Linked DNA regions of Mus musculus: regions 1, 2, 3, 4, 6 and 7 are each linked to region 5. The links are chromatin contacts, called in public promoter capture Hi-C maps. All regions are on one chromosome and are shown on one strand. Each heading gives the region's core, a stretch centred on a gene start, on an enhancer-like site or on the middle of the called end of the contact. The rest is flanking DNA. Distances are from core to core; before and after follow the strand shown.

The links. Promoter capture Hi-C pulls out the DNA fragments that hold promoters and counts their contacts.
Region 1: a contact with region 5 is called in a promoter capture Hi-C map of hippocampal neurons, with 4 times the contacts expected there. The contact joins the promoter of Rhbdl1 here to the promoter of Tmem204 in region 5. A contact is called at or near these places in 6 of 39 promoter capture datasets (the 3T3-L1 cell line, HPC-7-derived erythroid cells, cranial neural crest and 3 more), 3 of 115 datasets of contacts at active chromatin or transcription factors (bone marrow-derived macrophages, embryonic limb bud and pancreatic cancer cells) and 1 of 9 other capture datasets (macrophages).
Region 2: a promoter capture Hi-C map of liver shows a contact between it and region 5, with 4 times the contacts expected there. The contact joins the promoter of Capn15 here to the promoter of Tmem204 in region 5. A contact is called at or near these places in 3 of 39 promoter capture datasets (liver and stem cell-derived epiblast-like cells).
Region 3: a promoter capture Hi-C map of liver shows a contact between it and region 5, with 4 times the contacts expected there. The contact joins the promoter of Rab40c here to the promoter of Tmem204 in region 5. A contact is called at or near these places in 2 of 39 promoter capture datasets (both in liver) and 1 of 115 datasets of contacts at active chromatin or transcription factors (pancreatic cancer cells).
Region 4: a contact with region 5 is called in a promoter capture Hi-C map of pre-B cells, with 4 times the contacts expected there. The contact joins the promoter of Fbxl16 here to the promoter of Tmem204 in region 5. A contact is called at or near these places in 15 of 39 promoter capture datasets (the 3T3-L1 cell line, 3T3-L1-derived adipocytes, the C10 cell line and 9 more), 1 of 115 datasets of contacts at active chromatin or transcription factors (bone marrow-derived macrophages) and 1 of 9 other capture datasets (macrophages).
Region 6: a promoter capture Hi-C map of liver shows a contact between it and region 5, with 4 times the contacts expected there. The contact joins the promoter of A930017K11Rik here to the promoter of Tmem204 in region 5. A contact is called at or near these places in 5 of 39 promoter capture datasets (embryonic stem cells, liver, pre-B cells and 1 more) and 1 of 115 datasets of contacts at active chromatin or transcription factors (pancreatic cancer cells).
Region 7: a contact with region 5 is called in a promoter capture Hi-C map of the HPC-7 cell line, with 8 times the contacts expected there. The contact joins the promoter of Ciao3 here to the promoter of Tmem204 in region 5. A contact is called at or near these places in 8 of 39 promoter capture datasets (the 3T3-L1 cell line, the HPC-7 cell line, embryonic stem cells and 4 more) and 1 of 115 datasets of contacts at active chromatin or transcription factors (pancreatic cancer cells).

Annotation. Positions count from the first base shown.
Region 1 is chr17:25,835,823-25,838,645 of GRCm38.p6, reverse strand. It overlaps Rhbdl1 (rhomboid like 1), which reads left to right and starts at 1,519. Exons shown (of 8, transcript NM_144816.1): 1 at 1,519-1,658; 2 at 2,074-2,235; 3 at 2,453-2,677; 4 at 2,753-2,823. The coding sequence starts at 1,620. It overlaps Rhot2 (ras homolog family member T2), which reads left to right. Exons shown (of 19, transcript NM_145999.3): 19 at 1-189.
Region 2 is chr17:25,984,498-25,987,223 of GRCm38.p6, reverse strand. It overlaps Capn15 (calpain 15), which reads left to right and starts at 1,350. Exons shown (of 12, transcript NM_001347334.1): 1 at 1,350-1,753. 1700022N22Rik (RIKEN cDNA 1700022N22 gene) reads right to left here and starts at 1,394. Exons shown (of 2, transcript NR_166913.2): 1 at 1,188-1,394.
Region 3 is chr17:25,918,070-25,921,043 of GRCm38.p6, reverse strand. It overlaps Rab40c (Rab40C, member RAS oncogene family), which reads left to right and starts at 1,330. Exons shown (of 7, transcript NM_139154.2): 1 at 1,330-1,392; 2 at 1,495-1,679. The coding sequence starts at 1,538.
Region 4 is chr17:25,807,675-25,810,374 of GRCm38.p6, reverse strand. It overlaps Fbxl16 (F-box and leucine-rich repeat protein 16), which reads right to left and starts at 1,276. Exons shown (of 6, transcript NM_001164225.2): 1 at 989-1,276.
Region 5 is chr17:25,079,842-25,082,541 of GRCm38.p6, reverse strand. Tmem204 (transmembrane protein 204) reads left to right here and starts at 1,428. Exons shown (of 3, transcript NM_001001183.1): 1 at 1,428-2,278. The coding sequence starts at 1,999. The region is part of intron 18 of Ift140 (intraflagellar transport 140); the gene reads right to left.
Region 6 is chr17:25,951,099-25,954,026 of GRCm38.p6, reverse strand. It overlaps A930017K11Rik (RIKEN cDNA A930017K11 gene), which reads left to right and starts at 1,462. Exons shown (of 3, transcript NM_001358019.1): 1 at 1,462-2,036. D630044L22Rik (RIKEN cDNA gene D630044L22 gene) reads right to left here and starts at 2,555. Exons shown (of 7, transcript NR_152187.1): 1 at 1,269-2,555.
Region 7 is chr17:25,772,272-25,775,150 of GRCm38.p6, reverse strand. It overlaps Ciao3 (cytosolic iron-sulfur assembly component 3), which reads right to left and starts at 1,375. Exons shown (of 11, transcript NM_026238.4): 1 at 1,264-1,375; 2 at 10-105. The coding sequence starts at 1,329. It overlaps Gm41550 (a long non-coding RNA gene), which reads right to left. Exons shown (of 3, transcript XR_876684.1): 3 at 2,607-2,741.

The sequences.
Region 1 (2,823 bases), core at 270-2,769, 760 kb before region 5:
CGTGTGTGTGCCTGGTACCGACAGAAGCCAAATGAGTATGTCAGAGTTCCCTGGAACTGGAGTTAACTAATGATTGTGAGCCATCCCGTGGGTGTTGGAAACAAACCCAGGTCCTCTGCAGAGGCAGCAAGTGCTCTGAACCACCAAGTCCTCTCTCCAGCCCCATAAAAAATGGCTTTTCAATCGCAATGTGACTGCTGTTTTTGTGTGAGTTGGAAATGCCACCTGACCCTTCTGAGACGTCTCCCCTGTGTCCTGGTTCCCATTCTGTGGTCTCACTAGTCATGCTGATTAATGGCTACGGAAGGTCCAGTTAAGGGGTCTGCTGTCTAGTAATGCCAGCATCCATCAGTGTCATGGGGGTGGGGGTGTGTGTGAGAGGGCTCCTGCTGCTTCTCTGGGAACATTGCTTCTGCTGTTGGTTCTTCATTGCCCCACACTCCACACAGCCCAGGCAGCCTGCCTGGCTCTGCTGAGAACCTGGGCTTTATGTGTAGCCTGGCTGTTACAAGCAAGGGCCAGCCATAGATCTCAACCTGGCCAGAAGCTGAGTGAATGATGGACTCGGAGTTGATCCTGTGACATGACCTCCTACCACCAAAGACACCCAAACAGGAATCCATACACTCAACGAGTCACTTGGGTTGGGTCAGGTGGGTTCTCTCTGCCCCAGAATGTCCACAGAACAGGGATCCCTGAAAAATGAGGCCTTTGCCTCCTGCTCCAGTCCCAACCTACTGGCCTGCCGTCCCACTGAGCATCTAGGCAGGCTGCTTATTGTAGGCAGCTGTATTCCCTGTAGAGGCCCATCGGGCAAGAATAACTGCCATCCCATCTTTGCAGTAGCAGATTGTTTTGAATGATACTTGGGGGGGTTGCCATGGTTACACATCCTATTGGTCTGTCACCTTCACTGTCCTCAGGAGCACACCCCCTCCCTTATCCAAGCTGCAGTCAGTTCTACCTTCACGTGGCTATTTGTGGCTCTTCCTGGCTATCCCCTGTGCCTTCTTGACTGGTGTTTTTGCACTGGAGGCCCTGCTATCTCAAATCCAATTCAGGGATGTTTGGTTAGAGCTTCCAGCCTTGGCCATGAATAGGGAACCTGGGGCTTCGTTGCTGGAACAGTGCAAATAAGGACAAGTGTGTCTACTGAAAGCAGCTCCAGCTCAGGAGAAAGTATGATGGGAGCAACTGGACCTTGACATTCTGGGGATGGGTCACAGACCTATTTTTAGTAGAAAGAAAGTATCCTAGGGAAGGTAATAAAACAGGCTGCCTAAGAGGGTATTGGGTGCTGCAGGCTGCCAGCTATGGCCTACTGGGAGAAGCTTCTGCCGCACGTGGTGCAAGAGCTGGACGCAGGCAGTGGTTCTGGGTCGAGCTGTTCGGTGGGGGACGATCTACCCAGGCAGTGCGTCGAGTTGGGGCCGCGCGTGCGCGTGCAGGATATGCGCGTACTCTGGCTGTGTGCGCGCTGGGCTGGCATCTCGGTGACGCTGTCTGAGCTCGGGGAGCGCAGAGCAGAGCAGGCGGAGCGGGCCGGCCGGGGCGGAGCGGAGCGGTCCGCAGAGCAGCCCCTCCCGGCCTCGGCCGACCCCGGCCCTCGGCCCGGCTCTATGGACAGGAGCTCGCTGCTGCAGCTCATTCAGGAGCAGGTGCGTGGTGGGTGGGAGCTGGCACTGCCTTGGCGCCCTTCCAGCCGGTGAGGGGTTCGGGGGAGGGACCATGCTCGCAGAAGGCCCAGGCAGCCGCCTCCCAAACCCCCCTCCCTGCACGACCTTGGTCTCTGAGACTCCCGACCCCAAGAAAGGTCTGGCTTCATCGGGTTTCCACGGAAAGCTGGGGATGGAGGGTGGTGGTCCTTGGACCTAGGTCCTTCCCCTTTCTAGGACTGGTAGAGCGAATATGAGGTGGTAGAACAGCCAAACCAGGCACCTTGCCCTGCCAGGGCCTGGGAACAAGCTGGTTCTAGCAAACAGGCACTGACTGGCACAAAGGTCCAGCCTTCCTAGCCAGCCTAGCTCAGCCCTGTGGCTGGGAGTTGGCCCACCCTCTACTCCCCCACCACAGCAGCTGGATCCTGAGAACACAGGCTTCATCGGTGCGGACACCTTCGCTGGTCTGGTACACAGCCATGAGCTGCCCCTGGACCCCACCAAGTTGGACATGTTGGTGGCTCTGGCTCAGAGCAACGAGCGGGGCCAGGTCTGCTACCAGGAGCTGGTGGACCTGGTCAGTGCCATGGTGTGTGGGCAGCAGGGGAGGGCCCAGGCCTGGTCAAGCGCAGCACCCTGACCAAAGCTGGGTGGGCACACAGCTTTTTACTGGGTAGGGCTTACAGACCTGGGCAGTGTGGAAGACCCTCAGACCATTAGCAGCCACACAGCCAAGTAAGGTAGGGTTCCACAGGAACAATACTGTCACCTACACTAAGGTTCCTGCCCTTCAGATCAGCAGCAAGCGTTCCAGCAGCTTCAAGAGAGCCATTGCTAACGGACAGCGGGCACTGCCCCGAGACGGACTGCTAGATGAGCCAGGCCTGAGTGTCTACAAGCGGTTTGTGCGCTATGTGGCCTACGAGATCCTGCCCTGCGAGGTGGACCGCCGCTGGTACTTCTACAGGCACCGCACCTGCCCACCCCCTGTGTTCATGGCCTCGGTCACTCTTGCCCAGGTGGGCCTGCCTACACATTGCCCTGGGGCCTCCTGAGTCCCTAGTCTTGACCAGCCCTAACACTAGTGTCCCCAGATCATCGTGTTCCTGTGCTACGGGGCACGTCTCAACAAGTGGGTGCTCCAGACCTACCACCCTGAATATAT
Region 2 (2,726 bases), core at 101-2,600, 900 kb before region 5:
CCTGCAAAGCTCTCTCTGCCCTTCTTGACCTCTGCAGGGTGTCCTGTGGTCTGTGCACTCAACAGGGTGTCTGTCTTCTGGCCCATACTACACTAGCATAGATCAGGGCTCAGCCAACCTGGGATGATCCAGCTTTACCTGCTGTGTGATCATCTTACTTAGTGCAGTGATACATCATTGCACTAGTGATGACCCGTAGTGACCAGAGATACTGTCCTGGATCCAGCTTGGCCATTCTCCTGATCATGGGTATCACCTACTGATGAATGAGCAGTGACTTCACCACTGTCAGGGGGCTCAGGAAGACAGCCTCTGCTCCTCTCCTCTTGCCAAAATTTGGTGTCTTCCCCATTCAGGCATAGGTGTCCCCACAGCATCCTGAATTCAATGGCCAGTCTTTAGCTTTCTAGCTTCTGGAGCATGAATGATTTCCCAGAAACATTATCTGTAGTCTCTACTGAGCCAGACTCAGGTTTTCTGGGTCCGGGGGCAAATAGTACCCAATCTCTCACACAACATTCAGAGTGCCGGGTGTCCTTTTGCTATGTGCTATGTTTTTTTTTGTTTTTTGTTTTTGGTTTTTGGTTTTTGGTTGGTTTTTGGTTTGGTTTGTTTTGTTTTTTGAGACAGGGTTTCTCTGTATAGCCCTGGCTGTCCTGGAACTCACTTTGTAGACCAGACTGGCTTCGAACTCAGAAATCTGCCTGCCTCTGCCTCCCGAGTGCTGGGATTAAAGGCGTGGGCCACAACGCCCGGCTAGCAGCCTGATTCTTAGTTAGCTTTCAGTTGCAGAGGACAAGTGGCTGGAATTAAGTTAATTCGGGGGAGCCAAAGGGCTCTAATGGGAAATAGCTTGGGGGCTCTTGTGAACATAACTCAAAGGACTGCCTCAGATGCCAGTGTTTCTCTAGAAAAAGTGACGTGCCTATCTAGCACTCGAGTAAACACAGACCTCAGATGGAGTAACCTCGGAAGGAGCAGTGCCAGCACGGTTGCTGCTTCAGACCGTTGGGAAAGAAACCAGAAGTCGCTGGAAGAGGTAGAAAGCAGCCAAGGCAGCTAGGTTGGACTGTACCACCTACTGCCCCAACGCAGCAGACAACCGGTTCAGACCTTGTACAAAATCACGACCCAGACTCCCGACATCTCCCCTGGCGCAGTAACACTCGAACCCCGTGGACGCCTACCGGAGCCCAAAGCCCATCTTAAGGGGATCCTGGGAGCTGTAGTCCGTTCTCTTCCCGGATCCAGCGCGCCACATCAAACTAGCTTGGGAGTACCAACTGCATCCGTGAACTGAGCGTCTCCGGTCACGTTGGGAGGGCGAAATCTCAGGGAAAGAGTAGAGGGTAGGACCATTCATGGACTACAATTCCCGGCGTGCCTTGAGCCGCGTCGCTCTGCCCTGTGGGAGCCGTAGTCCCGGCTCCGGGTTCCCAGTGCCGCGTGCGCCCCTGACGCGCTGTAGCCTCGGGCCCCGGCTGGGCGCCACGCTACGGAAGCAGCGTAAGGCGTAGCGGGTAGGCCGGGCGGGACGGCGGGCGCTAGCTACGGAGGCGTTTGTAAGGTTGCCGGGCCGAGACGGATCTTCGCGGCCAAAACGCGCTAAGCCGGCGGAGCATCGCGGCTGGCGCGAAGGGGCCCTTGGTGCCCTCCGGTCGAAGTTGTGGGTCAACCGACTGAGGGCCGGCACTAGGGCCGCGCCCGCCTAGACCGATCGCGAGCGCTGAGGAGGCGCCGCCGGCTCGCTAAGGTGAGTTCCACGGTAGGCGGCCGGCCAGACGGCCTAGGACTCGTAGAGCTCGGCCTCAGGGCATCAGCCGGGATGCTCCATGTTTGTCCTGGGAGCAGTAGCCTGGCTTGTGGTGAGCGGGAAGGGGAGGGGGAAGCGCGCCGGAGGTGTGGGTCACTCGAGGCCAGCCTAGGAACCTCAGACGCAGGCGACCCTCGGTGCCTGCCTGTCCTTGAGTGCCCTCTTGTCCGGGGCTAAGCGTTGGCCCACTGTACGAAGGTATAGGTCGTGGGGGCACTGTCTGCAGAAACCTGCAGCTGCCTGGGGCGGCAGCAAGAGTAAAGCGTCCTGTGTGCCCCCTCATCCCACACTTCTGTTTTTGCGGGCCTGTCAGCAGGCCGAGAAAGTTACAGAGCAGCCCCTTGACAGCTGCGGGATTTTCTTTTTGTTTTCTGAAAAAGGGGCCCTTCCACGTCTGATTTGGGAACCCTGTTGTGTGGCCAGATGGTCCTTGCTAGGCTGGCTCTTAGGGTCCCTGAGTACAGATACTGAAACAGGACCGCGAAACACCTAGCCTCGAAAACAGGATAGATACCTCCTGAGTTTCAGGAGAACCTGAGAGCCTACCTGAGTGTTTGCTGCTGACCCTGCAGTTCAGCAATAAATCAGGAAGAACTGCTACTCAGTAAGAAACTGTGAGATTACCCCTCCAGTGGCAATTTCCCCTTTCCCAGTCTGGAGAACTGCAAGTCACAGATGTGGAGCTTGCCTCTTGAGTTTCTCCCTGCTTCCAGAGTCTAGCTGTCAGGGATGCGCTCAGGACCACAGTTCTGCAGTCTAGGGCAATTGTGTCTTGCTGAACAGTAGCTTGCCTCCATGGGGTAGTAGATTCTGTTTCCTTTGAGGTCCTTCTGCTCCACAGAGATGCACCCATTTCTTTTCTAACATCTAAGAATGTCTAGAGCTGTCTGACTGGTAGACAGGTCATTGACCT
Region 3 (2,974 bases), core at 81-2,580, 840 kb before region 5:
AGCGTTGGTCCCAATCTATGTTTACGGTTTTTTTTGTTTTTTGTTTGGTTTGGTTTGGTTTTGGGTTTTTGAGACAGGGTTTCTCTGTATAGCCCTGGCTGTCCTGGAACTCACCCTGTAGACCAGGCTGGCTTCGAACTCAGAAATTCGCCTGCCTCTGCCTTCCGAGTGCTGGAATTAAAGGCGAGCGCCACCACGCCCGGCTTATGTTTTACGTTTTAAATTTTTTGCTATTTATGTGACTTGTGAATGCACTCTTAACCAAGAACGCTGTCCGTGGCCCTCCAGCCTTGGAGCTGGCCGACCGAGTGTGCACATGCAATGCGTTGCCCATCCTGGAGTTCACCGGGCCAACGCTGCTCAGTCGCTGGTCCAAGCCCTCAGGATCCGCTTTGGGAAGGATGTCCCCCACAAGAGACAGCTCAGAGGTGGACTTCAGCCGCCATCCTTGTGCCAAAACACTCAGTAGCGGCCCCGCCCACTCCGCAGCCAGGAGGAAGTCCCACCCCTTGGAACAGCCCACAAGGGAGAGAGGCTTGCCCCTCCAGGGCGAACACTAAGTGGCTGTCCCCGCCCTGCCCTCAGGGAAGGCGAGCCCCACAGTGTACGACGAACTTTGTTACTTCCCTTCTGGGTCTCTGTGAGAGCGGCCGGCCAACGCAGCTTGATAGATAACCTGCCCCCTTCCAACACCCTCCTCCCGGGACTCAGCTGAAGCAGGAGTTATCTCTACCCTTCCGCTTGTCCACGAGGGGGGAAGGGTAGACTTGTGTAATGTTTGACTCTTGATTGGCCCGAATTAGGAAAGGGGTGGGCCTAGGAGGTTATGATCGATGTTAGATGGCACAAATGCCTTAGCAGTAGTAGCCAATGGTGATGACGAGGGGGCGGGAGGCCAGGATGTTGCAGGTCGGTGCCCGGCTACTATGGCTCTGAGGCATCCTGCAGGAAGCAGTAGGGGTTGGGATGGACATGCAAGAGCAACCAATGATTTCGGAAAATCAGTGGGAAGTAGCCAATGGTCACAGCGAGGAGGCGGGGAAAAACGCCAGCCTCAGCAACACTGTGTACGAAATAGCGGGGACGGGACTTCAGTGATAGACAAGCATGTAGACCAACAGAAGTGAGAAAGAGGGTGGCAGCGGGCCAGTAGCAGTGGCGAGTGGGCAGGGCGGGGCGACCGTGGGCTGGGCGGCACCTTGTGTGGGGCGACGTGGGGGCGGGGCGACCGTGACGGCCAGGCTGCCAGGCCAATGGCCCGGAGAGGGCCGGCGGAGGGTGGCCAATGGCGGCGGCGCATCCGGGGGCGGGGCTGCGGGGCTGCGCGGTGCCGTGCGGGAAGCGGCGGGTGGCGGCGGCGGCAGCGGCGGCGGCGGCGGCTAGGAGGCTGAGGTGAAGCTGGCGGCAGCGGGGCGGGTGCACTGGGGGCGGTGGCCAGCGGGCGGGAGCATCAGCGTCCTGACCGCACGGCCGCTCACCAGCCTTCGCCCGCAGGTCTGGCGGCGGTGCCGTGGGCCGCGGTGCGGCGGGCGGGAGGATGGGCACCCAGGGCAGTCCAGTGAAGAGCTACGATTACCTGCTCAAGTTCCTGCTGGTGGGCGACAGCGACGTGGGCAAAGGCGAGATCCTGGAGAGCCTTCAGGACGGCGCAGCTGAATCCCCGTACGCCTACAGCAACGGTAGGCCGGGGTTGGCTGTGGGCGCGCGAGGTGGGAGCGGCCTGTCGCGGGAGCGGGCGGCCTCTGCGCGTGTCGCTGCGGTATCCTCTGGCCCTGCCTTGAGGAGCCGTCGGCAAGCGGGCGCGGGTCCTGGTGGCTACTAAGAAGTCACAGCAGCAGGTCTTTGGAGTCCATTAGGGCCTGGAATGGGCCGCGCGGCAGATACCGCACGACGGGCCCGGTGCTCACCGCACTGCCGCCGGAGGGGTTTGCTCAGAGACACCGCACCCTGTGCAGGGAGAAAATAGGTCTGCTGCGATGTGATTTTTGTTAACTTCCGGGTGCATGGCAAAAAATACACAAGGTAGATTGCATCACTGGCACTTGCCTGAGCTTGCCTCTTAATTTAGATATTTAAGGTAAAATCGTAGCTAACAGTGGGTGGGATTGGATCACAGGGGCTGCTGACTCCGGAGGAATTAATGTGCAGTGGGCCTGTCATCTTATATCACTGGACTAATTCTACCTTCCTGGTCGCTTCCCGAGTCCCTTTTACTCTGCTTTTTTACTTCATTCTCTGGGGTCTTGTTAGCCCTGTCTTACTGCTCTGAGTACTGGCGGTCTGGTAAATAACAGCTGAGTGTGTAGGTAAGACATCTACCACTCTTAGCAGTTAGGACTTGTCAAGGGTGATGACTGCCAGGACATCAGTGGAGGACCCTTCCTTTTGAACAGTAGCGCTGGATCTTCTCTGTAAGTCCTCCCCAAGCACCTCTCAGCTTCAGTTCACAGCAGGCATCTTCAGCGCAGGAAAGGAAGAGTCATGGTTTTACTTTGCAGGGTATGTGAAAAGACCTCTGCACAGCCAGGCAGCCTTGACTGGTATTTAACTGGGCGTCCCAGGGTGACAGCCCTGCTCAGAAAGGCTTTGGGGGGTTACCTTTCCAATGGGGGAGTGTGGGAAGGGCTGGGCTTGGCTTCAGAAATGCTTAGTGTTAACTTGTGCTTTGGAGAGACTGCTTGTCCCTGCTCCACTCTTCCTTTCCCCATCAGCTTCAACCACATATCCACACAGCCTCCTGCTGGATCCTCTTTCCTCCTCTCCTCTGTCAACGGAGTCTTGCCAGATTTCCTATGACGTGCTACCCGAAGTGGGGCCACTAGCACATAAAGAGTACAGAGGTGTGAGACTTACCATGGGCACTGTTCACCCACCCAGTGCTTTCACGATGCACAAGCTGTACGGCCCGTGTGGGTCCAGCAGTGTGAAGCACAGAGGCAAACAGCCTCAACAGCATGGTTCTCATGCTGGGTTG
Region 4 (2,700 bases), core at 27-2,526, 730 kb before region 5:
CCAACACCGGCCCCCCCCCCGCCCCTCCCCCCTGCTGCGATGAGGCTGCTGTCCAGCACTTCATCAAAGTGTTGGGCTGGAACAGAGGGTCCCGTGTCCCGAAGGGGCAGCAGGGAGGCCTGAGAAGACCCTGGTCAGTGGGCCCTGGGACAAGATGGCAGTGGAAGTCGGGCCTCCAGGAGGGAGCAGGTGAAGTGGCATCTGCCATCTGCTCCTGGGAGGTCAGCTGCTGGCTCGGGCTGGGAGGGGCTAGCAGGAGGGCTGCTAGGCCAGATCCAGGCCTCAACAGTGCAGCCTTCTCTCCTGGGATGACGGGTGGGGAGGATCCCCCACTGACTAACATCCTAGAAGGACATGGAAGCCCTGCTCAGCAATCTCAGGATGCCCATTCCCCATTTTGAAGCCTTCCAATCTTGGCCAAGGCCCATTTTCTTTTTCTAGAACCAAAGACATGCCAGCCCACTCCCTGGTATAGAGCTGTGGGCGGCAGCTCTATACCAGCTCATGTCCAGAAGGCGTCCAGGACCCCTAGGCCACATATCCACATGGCTCCTCCCTTTTAATTGTATCAACACCTGTCACGTCCTCCAGTCCGCCGGAGGCTCATAGGGCTGGAGTGGGGAGAGCCCAGAGCCAAGCCAGAAGGAGTGGGGGCTGACGGCCTGCAGTTCCGCGTCCTCGCAGCCACCGTGCTTCCTCTCAGCAATTCCGTGGTACGGAGATACAGCCTGACCGCGCTGCCGGTAGCGAGCGGGGCGCAATCAGGCCGGCCACTAGGGTTAGGGGCTGCGGAACCGCTGGCTCAGCGGCCGAAGGGTGAGGTGGGGAAGGGGCTGCGATTACGTAAGCCCTGCTCAGGCGGCGGCGGCCGCGGCGCAGTCCCAAGTCCCCACCCCGCCCCCTCCTCATTGTAGCCTTCGCGGAGGCAGTGGCTCGACCTGGACCCTCCCCTCCCCGCAGCCTGGCCGCGCGCGCACACACACCTTACCTCGGCCAGGGCTTCTGGCTCATGCCACGCTGTCCGCCGGGCGACCTCGCGTCATGGGGAGCTCAGCACCCGAGCCGCCTAGCGCGGAGGCGGCCGAGGTGCTGGACTGGCTAGCAGGGCCCGACTGCGCCCCGCGCCCGGCGCCCCGCGCCAGGGCCCTCTCCGCAGAGTTCCGAGCGGAGCTCCCCGGTGGGAGAGGATCTGCCGCCCTGAGCCTCCCACCGGGGAGGCTGAGGCTGTGCCCAGATAAATAAGGCCGCTTTGCAGGGAACCCGGCGGGCGCCTCCTCCCTCCCCTTCCCCTCCTCCCTGCGCTCCTCCTCCGCGCTCCTCCCCGCGCTCCTCCGCGGCCGCCGCCGGCGCCGCGCGTGCCCCCCGCCCGGCCCTAAGAGCCGCGCCCTCGCGCGCTCCCGGCGTCCGGACCAATCCGGGTTCTAGAGCCAGGCTGAGGTGTCGAGAATCCCCAACCCCGCCCCGCTCCTCTCCGCGCGCTCCCGGTGCGGTACCGACGGGCACGCGCCAGGCGGCAGCACCCGCTCAGCGGCCGGTGTTCGCACAATAACAAACCCCGTAGGCCGCGCGGCCGAAGAGCAGCTTCGAGTGTCCCATCTGCACAAAGTGGTGGCGACCCAGAATCTTGCCAGCTGAGGAGAATTGCGGTCCTTGGCGCGAGCGGTTGGCAGTGGGGTTCCGGATCCTGCGCAGATGCAACTGGCCCTATGTGCCCTTGCTTGGATTGCCACCTGTGAGGGCGAGGAAAGAGAAGCCGAGTGGAGACATCGACATCGTCGCACCTCCACACACACACACACACACCCTCCTTATGGCCCCTAGGATTCATATCCCTTCCGATCCTGTTGCGAGTCAGGCAGAAGAATCCCTGTTCTGGGTGACATAGTCACACACTTGCAAGCAAGTGACTAAAGCAAGCGTCAATGAAAACACAAGACAGTGGAGTGATAGTGGGGAGGGGTTACTTCTGACAATGTCACAAATGATCTGAGACGCCCTCTCTGTCCCCATAGCACTTGGTAGGAATGGTTCGAGAATCGACCTGCCTTATGGAGTTCCACAGGTTCGCTCTGAGATGAAGTAGAGGTCAGGTGGTGGCAGCCTGTATGGACCAGGGAGGGTGGTTTGTGTAAAAGGACCCATTAAGGGCTGCTGGAGAGCCAGACCTCTCAGCAGGCTAAAGGGACCCCAATCTGGGTCTCTCTTGAGACCAGAAACAGCAGATGTTGGGACAGCAGAGTAGCGTCTTGGAAGAGAAGGAGCTTCAGGGTGGAATGTCCTCAGATGAGACCAACTGCTGTGGAGATGGGAGGTCTGTCTCCTGGGAATGATGTGAGGCCTAGGGGCAATAAGAAAGGGAAGTAAGCTGTATCCTAGCTGGTGTGTGTGTGTGTGTGTGTGTGTGTGTGTGTGTGTGTGTGTGTGTGTGTGTGGTGTATGATCATATATGTGAAGGTGCAAATAGAAGTTAGAGGGCAGTCTCAGGTATTTCTTAGGCAGTGTGTGTGAGTGAGTATATGTGTGTGTGTGTGTGTGTGAGAGAGAGAGAGAGAGAAAGAGAGAGAGAGAGAGAGAGAGAGAGAGAGAGAGAGAGAGAGAGAGAGAGAGAGAGGAGAGAGAGACTGATATTAGAATCCTCTTCTACCAGTCTTTAAAAAAATTATATATTTTATGTATGTGAGTATACCATGGCTATCTTCA
Region 5 (2,700 bases), core at 179-2,678:
TAAGAATAAAAAATATAAATAAGCCACAATGACACTTGCTACAAACTTGAGGGTGAAAAATCATATTATTCCTCAGAGGACTTACATTCTCAGAACTGCTGACAGTCAAAAGGCTGGACAGAGACAGAGTCCTTGCCTTTTGGAATGTAAACTTAAGGAGTGCCAGGAGCCTGACTATATATGGGAACGTGTGATTGAAGGCAGCCACACTAGGAAGTAGGGGGTGGCCCAGCATGTCAGTTCATGAAGACAGGAAAGGTCGGTTCCGGCCTGTCCCGGCCAGTGCACTAGTCAGCACCAGGCTGTCCCAATCCTGCCCGGTGCGGTGCGGTGCAGTACGTGTGTTTGAGATGGTTCAGCCCACAGCTCCTGCGTTCTTGTGTTCATTTATGCAGCTCTGGAACCCTGGTGGGAGGCTCTGGAGGCGGGACACAGTCTCAGACCTGGTGGCTTTTATTTACCAGAGCTGAAGCGCTATGAGGAAGGAGAGCAAATGTACAGTCGCTCTGTCCAGCCTCAGGGGAGCGAGCACTTTGCTAGTAAGCAAACTTGGCTGCTCAGAAGTCACATCAGCTATCCAGCCTGCTTGGTGGCACAACCCCTTACAGAATCCCACCTTTTCTTGCCAGCCCAAGAACAACCCCTTGCAGAGGTTCCTCAAGGTTCCCCTTCCTTGTAAGGTCTGAGTACACTTGCTCCCTTGAGGTGAATGGATCTCTGTCAGCAGATGGTGGCCTGCCTCAGGTGCCTCTACACCTTACTCTGTCCTGCCATTAGTTCCACATGTTGTGGTGACCCCCAACCATAAAATTAGTTTGTTGCTATTTCACAACTGTAATTTTGCTATTGTTATGAATTCTAATGCAAATATCTGTGTTTTCTGATGGTCTCAGGTGACCCGTGTAAAAGGGTCATTTGACCCCCAAAGAGGTCATGACCTACAGACTGAGAACCACTGCTTTAGACATTGGGGATTCACAGCACCTATCATGCCTTAGGCAATGGATGGATGGATGGATGGATGGATGGATGGACACCTAGTCCCTGAGGATTCTGCCTGCCCGTGCTGTCTGCAGCATCCCCTGGTCCGGGACCTAGCACAGCTGGCTAGGTTTGACGGCAACAGGTAAGAAGATGAGTGTCCTGGCTGGCATCCCTGACTATTCCTATGGGACAGGAAGATGGGGAGGGGCAGCCAGTGGTGGGCTGGAGCAGGCCTCTGAAGTCTCCCCAGGCCTTTCCCATCAGGAAGCACATCCTGTTAGTGTCTGGCTCTGTGGCAGGGCTGCTATTTGTTGCAGTTGGCTACGCCCTCCTGCTCACCAAAAACAGCCTCAAAAACAACCATTTCCTCTCTGCTGAGAGACAGGGAAACGGGAGCTCACACACATACGCGCATACACATGCTTCCTTGTGGCAGGCGTTCTGCTTTTCAGGACCTGCCATTTGTGGCAGAGATACCAAGACGGGATACATAGCAGAGAGGTGGCCAAACCCACACTGCGTCCACAACCCTGTTCCTCCATCAGACTGGCTCCCACAGCCCGTTCTGAGGCGCGTAACCTGGCTGATTCCCACGCTGTGCCTGCCTCCCGAGTTGCTGTCCATTTTCCACTGCTGTAGGCAAGAGGCACTGTGGACACAGCCTCCCTGGCCTCTGTTCCAAAGAAGACGACCCACTTACAACTCTGGATTCTCGCTGGTGCAGCCAGTGCCCCAGATTTCTCCCTGGAATGGGTCTTGGGGAGACCAGCTTCAGCACAGGCTTGTCCCTGCTCCAGGCTCAAGAGGCAGGCTAAGACAGGGCTGTGAGTAGCTCTCTTGGACCCGTCCCATGGGCGACATCCTCCTGTGCCGGGCTGGAGCTGCCGCATAGCTTCCCAAGGATGAGTGCTGATGTCCTCTAGCCACCCCTAGCAGCATCTTGGCTTTCTCTGGATGCACAGCGGCTGACTGGGACTTGGAACTCTCCGAGATAGACAGTCCTGGAAGTCAGAGATGACTCTCCAGAAGCTTGTGGCCACCGCTGTGCTGGTGGCCCTGGTCTCCCTCATCCTCAACAACGCAGCAGCCTTCACCCCCAATTGGGTGTACCAGACGCTGGAGGACGGACGCAAGCGGAGTGTGGGGCTGTGGAAGTCTTGCTGGCTGGTGGACAGGGGTAAGGGAGTCACAAGCCCTGGGACTCGAACTGGGCAGGTGGACACCCATGACTGTGAGGTTCTAGGATGGGGCTCGGAATCAGCAGGTTTCCAGGAGTCCCGAGGCACCGTCAAACGTAAGTCTTGTTATTTTTCTGTCACCTTCCAGTGGTTAGGTGAGGGGAGGTTGTGTCCGTCCATGCTGAGGGTGGCAGCAGGGAACCTGCACCTCCTGCCCACCCTGACAAGCAACGCTACAGAGCTCCACTGTTCAGCTTAGACTCTGTCTGTGGCTTCCTTCACAAGAAGTCACTCCCGTGGCTGGAGGCTCCTTCTCTGCCATTACATGTGGCTGAAGGATGAAAGATGGGTATCCTAATCAAAGCAAGTCATTTTTCCTTGGTTAGAAAGAAATATTACTTAATAAGGAAAACAAGAAGTGTGAGAACATGTGGCTGAGTTCTGTCTTAACGGCTGAGGTGGTCAGGGCCTTTCGGACAGTGCAGGAGACTCTGGCTGGGATGTCCGGGAGACCAGAGGAGGCACAGAGCAGCAAAGG
Region 6 (2,928 bases), core at 213-2,712, 870 kb before region 5:
CTACAGACAGCTACAGTGTGTACTCATATGCATAAAATTAATAAATTATTCTTTAAAAAAAAGAATAGAAAAATACCTTGAGGTTGTTTTGGGTTTTTGGTTTTGGCTTTGTTTGATTAGGTCTCTTCCTCTCCTCTCACTCAAATTTCTAAAAAGGCCTATAAAAGGTGGTACTGCGGGGCATGTGGGCCCTCCACTTCCCTCCCACTTTTCCCATTCTGGATATCTATCTGTCTCACTTCTCCGGGCCTCCATAGAGCTGGCCTAGGCAGTGATCATCCCTAGGGCTGTCAACCTCATAAGTGAGATGCCACATGGCAGACCTCTTGGTTTCTTCCACAGGCCACAGGCTCAGTCACCTGAGCTACACCGGGCTTTACTCCCTGGATGCCAGAGCCAGGCCTCCTCTGGACAGTGGTCACATCCTCCAGCCTGCCCCTATTGGCAGACAGCCTATTCCCTAATTCCCAAAAAGAGGATCGCTAGAGTACAGAGGTGTCCTTGAGAAAAGAAAAAGGGCCATGCCTAGTGTCCCTACTCTCCTTGTCTCACAGTGACCTGACTCTGCACTCATTTCTAGTTAGTGCCCATGAGGAGCTGGTCTTCTGGCCCTAGGACTACTGGCACAGTGGCCATTCAAGCTGTCTCCCGGCCCCAGGCCACCTGCATGGTCAGCTGATTAGCTGAGCCAGGCAGGCAGAAAGGAGCATGCTGTACAATTCATACGTAACACCACTTCCAGCTCTGGATGTCCCTCAGTTGGGAGTGGGCTGCCTTTGAGGAAGGTGGCATGGAGACAGAAGGAAACTAGACTGGAGAGGCCCTGCTCCTTAACCGGCAGTAACCTTTGAGCGTTGGCCAACAGCTGAGCCCTGGCCATTATGTCTGCCACACAGACATGGGACCAGAAGTACTGATGCTTGTTGCCCTGAACCCTATGACTGCCCTGTGTACCAACCCAGAATCCCTAGAGAGATTTCACTTCTTCCACAAATCTCAACTGGGGAAATCCTAGGAACCAGTAGTGAGCCTGGACGAGCCTTAGGGTCCCAAGAGTCTTTGGACCTCAGCCTCCACAGGGCAAGCCTGGGGCAACAATCACCCTTCTATGCTTGAAAAACCATGCAGCACACCTCTGGGCTAAGTTATCCTCCCCAGTCACAGGCTGACTCCAGAGAGACGGACAGAGACAGACAGACACACAGAGACAGAGAGAGCAGGAGGGAGGGAGGGAGGGAGCCATGCCCACATGCACCCCTGGAACTCACCAATTACAATTACGCAAATTTCCCTGGGATCTGGCTAGAAGTGTGAGCCCAGATTTTAAGTTTTGACAACCCAGGAGCAGTTCTGGCCATGAAGACATTACAGGGAAGGGAGTTCCAGCATTCACTGTGTGCTCGGCATTCCAAACCCTCCTGGGTCCTTTGTCACCCCATAGCCCTTCCAGGAGAAGCCACCAGTGGGGATGAGGCCCTTCCGATAGTGGGCACTGGCACTGGATCTCCTAAAGCAGGGAGGAACCTCTTAGGACGTGAAGAGTGGGGGCTGGGAATGGCAGGATGTATCCAGGGGTAGGGGTGTCAGTGCATAGTGACCATCAGCGGGTAGAGCAAGGGGTGTGGGAGACGCCTCCTGTTTGGAGTAAAAGAACTACATAGGCTCCCTGGCTTGCCCAGTGGAAGCTGGCAAGGAGATATAGACTCCACCGCCTGAGCTCCGGGCTTTGGCCTCTCCTAGTCCGCTCTGGAGGCTCCCTGTCCTAGGGTTCAGCCCCAAGGCCCTGATTTGGGTGGGCAGGCGGCTGTCAGGGGCCAGAGCCCTGACTGATGCGTGCTGACGCCCCCTCTTGCCGCTGCGGGGACCCGGGAGACTTGGCTGCCTCTACGCACCCCCGCGGCAGCCTGCAGGCGTCGGGGGCGGGGACGGTGCCAGGCGCCCCTCACTCGGCCCCGCACCTGCGCGCCACTCCAATCTCTTGCGGCACTGTGGCGGGTCCGGCCTCGCTCCCTCCAGGAGCAGTCCCAGCGCGTCCGGTGAGTGCGCAGGGCAGTGTGCTAAGAGGTGGGAGTCGTCTGCGGCTGAGAGTGTCCCGCCTCCCGCGCCCAGCCCGGTCGGAGGTCGCTGCGTTTGGAAGCTCGCGCCGTGGCGCACGCGCTTCTCTGCCAACTTTGGTGGGCGCCTGCGAGTCGGCGTCGGGGAACGCGGGAGGAGGCGGCGGCGCCGTGGAGTTGCCGCCGCTTCTAGCTCTGGACCTCGGTTACCCCGCGGTGTTCGCAAGTAGGAAGTTTGACCCTTTGCCTGGCGCACATTTAGCAGACGCCGCAGGCTCGGTTCGGCGGACGCGGTAAGGTGAGCGGGCGGCACTTCCCGCGAAGTTGGGGCTCCGGCTCTGGACGGATGCATAGAAAGGGCTGCTTGTGATCCCAGCACCGTGAGGGCTCGTCAGGGCGGCGCCCGCAGCGGGGAGGCAAAAGAAAGGTGTTGGGGTCCCAGCTATCCTCTTCAGCTCCCGCGCTCATCCCTGTAGGACACTGAGTCTCAAGAGGGTCAACGGATAGGTGGGCTGGCCCTTCCAGCTATTAGTTTTCCAGACCAGGCACGCAGCCAGGGAACCCATGCCAGGTCATTAGTTGGGGTTGGGGCTGGGGCCGGGCAGGATGAGTGTGCCTTTGTGTATGTGGGGGCTAGTGTAGGGATGTGCCCTGTGTTGGACCAGTGCCCAGCATCCTCTGGGTCTTGGAGAGGTCAGCACCTCGGGTGCCTGGTCTGGAGGGAGGCACAGGAGGAGCCCCAACCCCTGGATCCAAGGCCCCAGAAGGACCACCTAGTCCGGGCTGGGAGGTTAGTTTAAGCGGTAGCACCAATCCGCACAGCTGTGTGGCTCCCAGGGCTGGGTGATCGATGGCCCCTGCACAGACGCCTCTG
Region 7 (2,879 bases), core at 126-2,625, 690 kb before region 5:
GGTCCTTACTTGGTTCACTTGGAAGTAACTGCCATCGTCTTCAATGTGGATCTTGGCTATGCCACTTCCTGGCTTCTTAGCCACCTTTACAGGCTTGATGCAATTCTACACCAGGAAAGACCCCACACCAGGCTCTATTAGGAGAAAGCAACTTGGACGGGGGGTGGGGAGGGTGGGGAGTGGGGTGGGGGGCTGGGTATGGAGGGCCTCAGGGATGGTTGGCTACCGGCCATAGAGTGAAGCTCACCACCGAGGCCAATTCTACCACCTTCCTGCCACTGAAGCCATGCTGAGCTCTGGTTGCCCACCCTTCTCTGTACAAGGTGAGGAGAATGCCATCAAGGCCACTCTTTCTCCAGAATCACCATGAAATCTGCTACAAACTCTATATGCAAGCTAATGCAAGAAGCCCTGACTAGCCTGCCCTTCCTACGTGCACATAGCAGCACACCCCCGGAGATCAGAGTGTCAGAGGCCTGGCCAGACAGGAAGGCTTTCCTTGGAAACATCTAGAGGTCACCTCCATCCCACGACCACAGATGAAACTCCATGTCTCTCCCCTTCTCTTGGACATCTCCTGTTATCGCTTCCTGAACCTTGGTGGCTTTCCAGAAAAGGGCCAGTCTCGGGTAAGATGGCCCAGTTCATCCTGTCCGTGTGGCAGCTCAGCCCGTCTTTTATGGGTCATGGGACTTGGCTAGCTCTGGAGACAAAGGAAGACCCAGCAAGGGCAGCAGCTCCTGTTTTCAGGGCGGTCTGTCTGTATCCCTCTCTCTTCCTCGAGGCAACGTCAGGAACATTAGCTGTGGCTGTGGCCCAAGTGGACATCAAACCTGTCCCTTCAACATGGTCCCTGTCCACAGAGATGACAACTGGCTCTGAGAGAGGAGTGGGAAGGGATATCTCACAGGTGTGTGGAGGCTAACTCAGCCCCACCATGTCTCTGCATCACCAGCTGGGTGACACTACTACAACAGTAACTTAAGATCACATAACAACAAGTCCCCCCACCTTTTTTTTTTAAACACTAAACCTGCCTGTCACCACTAAACACTCCCATGGTCCCAGGGATCGCTCCGGGCCCAGTAACCGCGTTGTCTGGCCCTCCCTGGCCTCAGTTGTCTGTGTTTGTGAAAAGGGAACTAGACTGACTGAGGCCCTGGGTCCTGGGCCCTGGGAAAAGACACAGACGAGAGAGGTTTCCCGAGGTGCACGGCCAGGCTCGGACCCTCCTCCTGCCCGACTCGCCCTTGGCCGGCCCACCTGAGATGGCCCGATGAAGTCGTCCAAGTCGGTCAGCTGTAGTGCCCCACTGAAGGGCGACGCCATGACAGCCTCACTGCCGCCGAGTGTCACACGGGGGTGTCGCAAAATGACACCAAAATGACATGCAGTTCCGCCACTCTGCCGGAAAACGCAAATTCCAGCGCATGCTCATTTCTCTCCGTCAACAAGCTTTGAAAAGCGTGCGCGCCCTCTGCCGGCGGCCTTGAGCGCTCGGCCCAGCGGACTCAAGCTGCAAGTTCCACAGCACAGCGTTCGGTCTCCCTTGCGTCCCTTGGTTGTGGTGTAGCAGGGTAGCAAAGACAAATAACGCAAAGAATGTAACTAGAGACTCAGAGTCTCTCCCGCTTCCCGTAGGGGTCGGAATCCGGATTTCATTCATCACCTTGACCTAGCAATACTCAAGGAAGGTTCCAGATGCAGTGGGCAGGAGAACACAAAATTAACTTTGATTCACTGGAATGCCTTGGAATGGGCTTACCAAAAAATGAGATAGACAAGTGCTGTTGAGATGTTAAGACTGGAGTGTGGGAGAACATTTACAGAAGCAGGTTCTTGGACTGGACCAGGGCCAAAGGACAGTTTCTGTTTGCCAGGAGGATTCTTGTTTTAAATTGGATATTTTCTTTATTTACATTTCAAATGTTATCCCCTTTCCCAGTTTCCCTCCCTCCCTCCTGGAAACACCCTATCACATCCTCCCTTCCCCTGCTTCTGTGAGGGTGTTACTCCACCCACCCACCCTCTCTCCCCTCCCCTCCCTCAAAGTCCCCTACACTGGGGCATCTATCAAGCCTTCATAGGACCAAAGACCTCTCCTCCCATTGATGCATGACAAAGCCATCCTCTGCTACATATGCAGCTGGAGCCATGTGTACTCCTTTGTTGATGGTTTAGTCCCTGGGAGTTCTGGGGGGTCTGGTTGGTTGATATTGTTGTTCTTCCTAAGGGGTTTCAAACCCCTTCAGCTTCTCCAGTCCTTTCTTTAATTATTGAGGACCCCGTGCTCAGTCCAACAGTTGGCTGCCTAGCATCTGCCTCTGTATTTGTAAGCCTCTGGCAGGGCCTCAGGAGACAGCCATATCAGGCTCCTTTCAGCATGCACTTCTTGGCATCCACAATAGTGTCTGGGTTTGGTAACTGTATACAGGGTTGCTGGGAGGATTCTAATGCTGGAAGGAGGGTGATACATAGATCCCTGGAAATTCAAACTCACCACCACCACCACCAAACCCAAGTCTATTAGAACAAACCCAGTGGACGGCTGGCAGATGTGAGGCATATCCAAGGCCCAATAAGAGAGACAGAGCAGAATGGCCTGGAACAGTAGAAAGAATGAAGTCCTGGTGTAATGTAGGTGATCCCTGAAGACATTACAATCAGTGGATTTCATGAAGCCAGTCACAAAAGGCCACACGTGTGACACCATTCAGCAAAAATGTCCAGGACAGGCAAACCTGCAGATGGAAAGCTGACCTCAGGTGTGGAGAAGGTTTCTGATCAGGGTGGTTAGAAAAGTCTTTAGAATAGATGCTGCACACGTGAATGTCATTTTTCTTTTAAACAGAATAGGGTTTCTCTGTGTAGCCCTGACT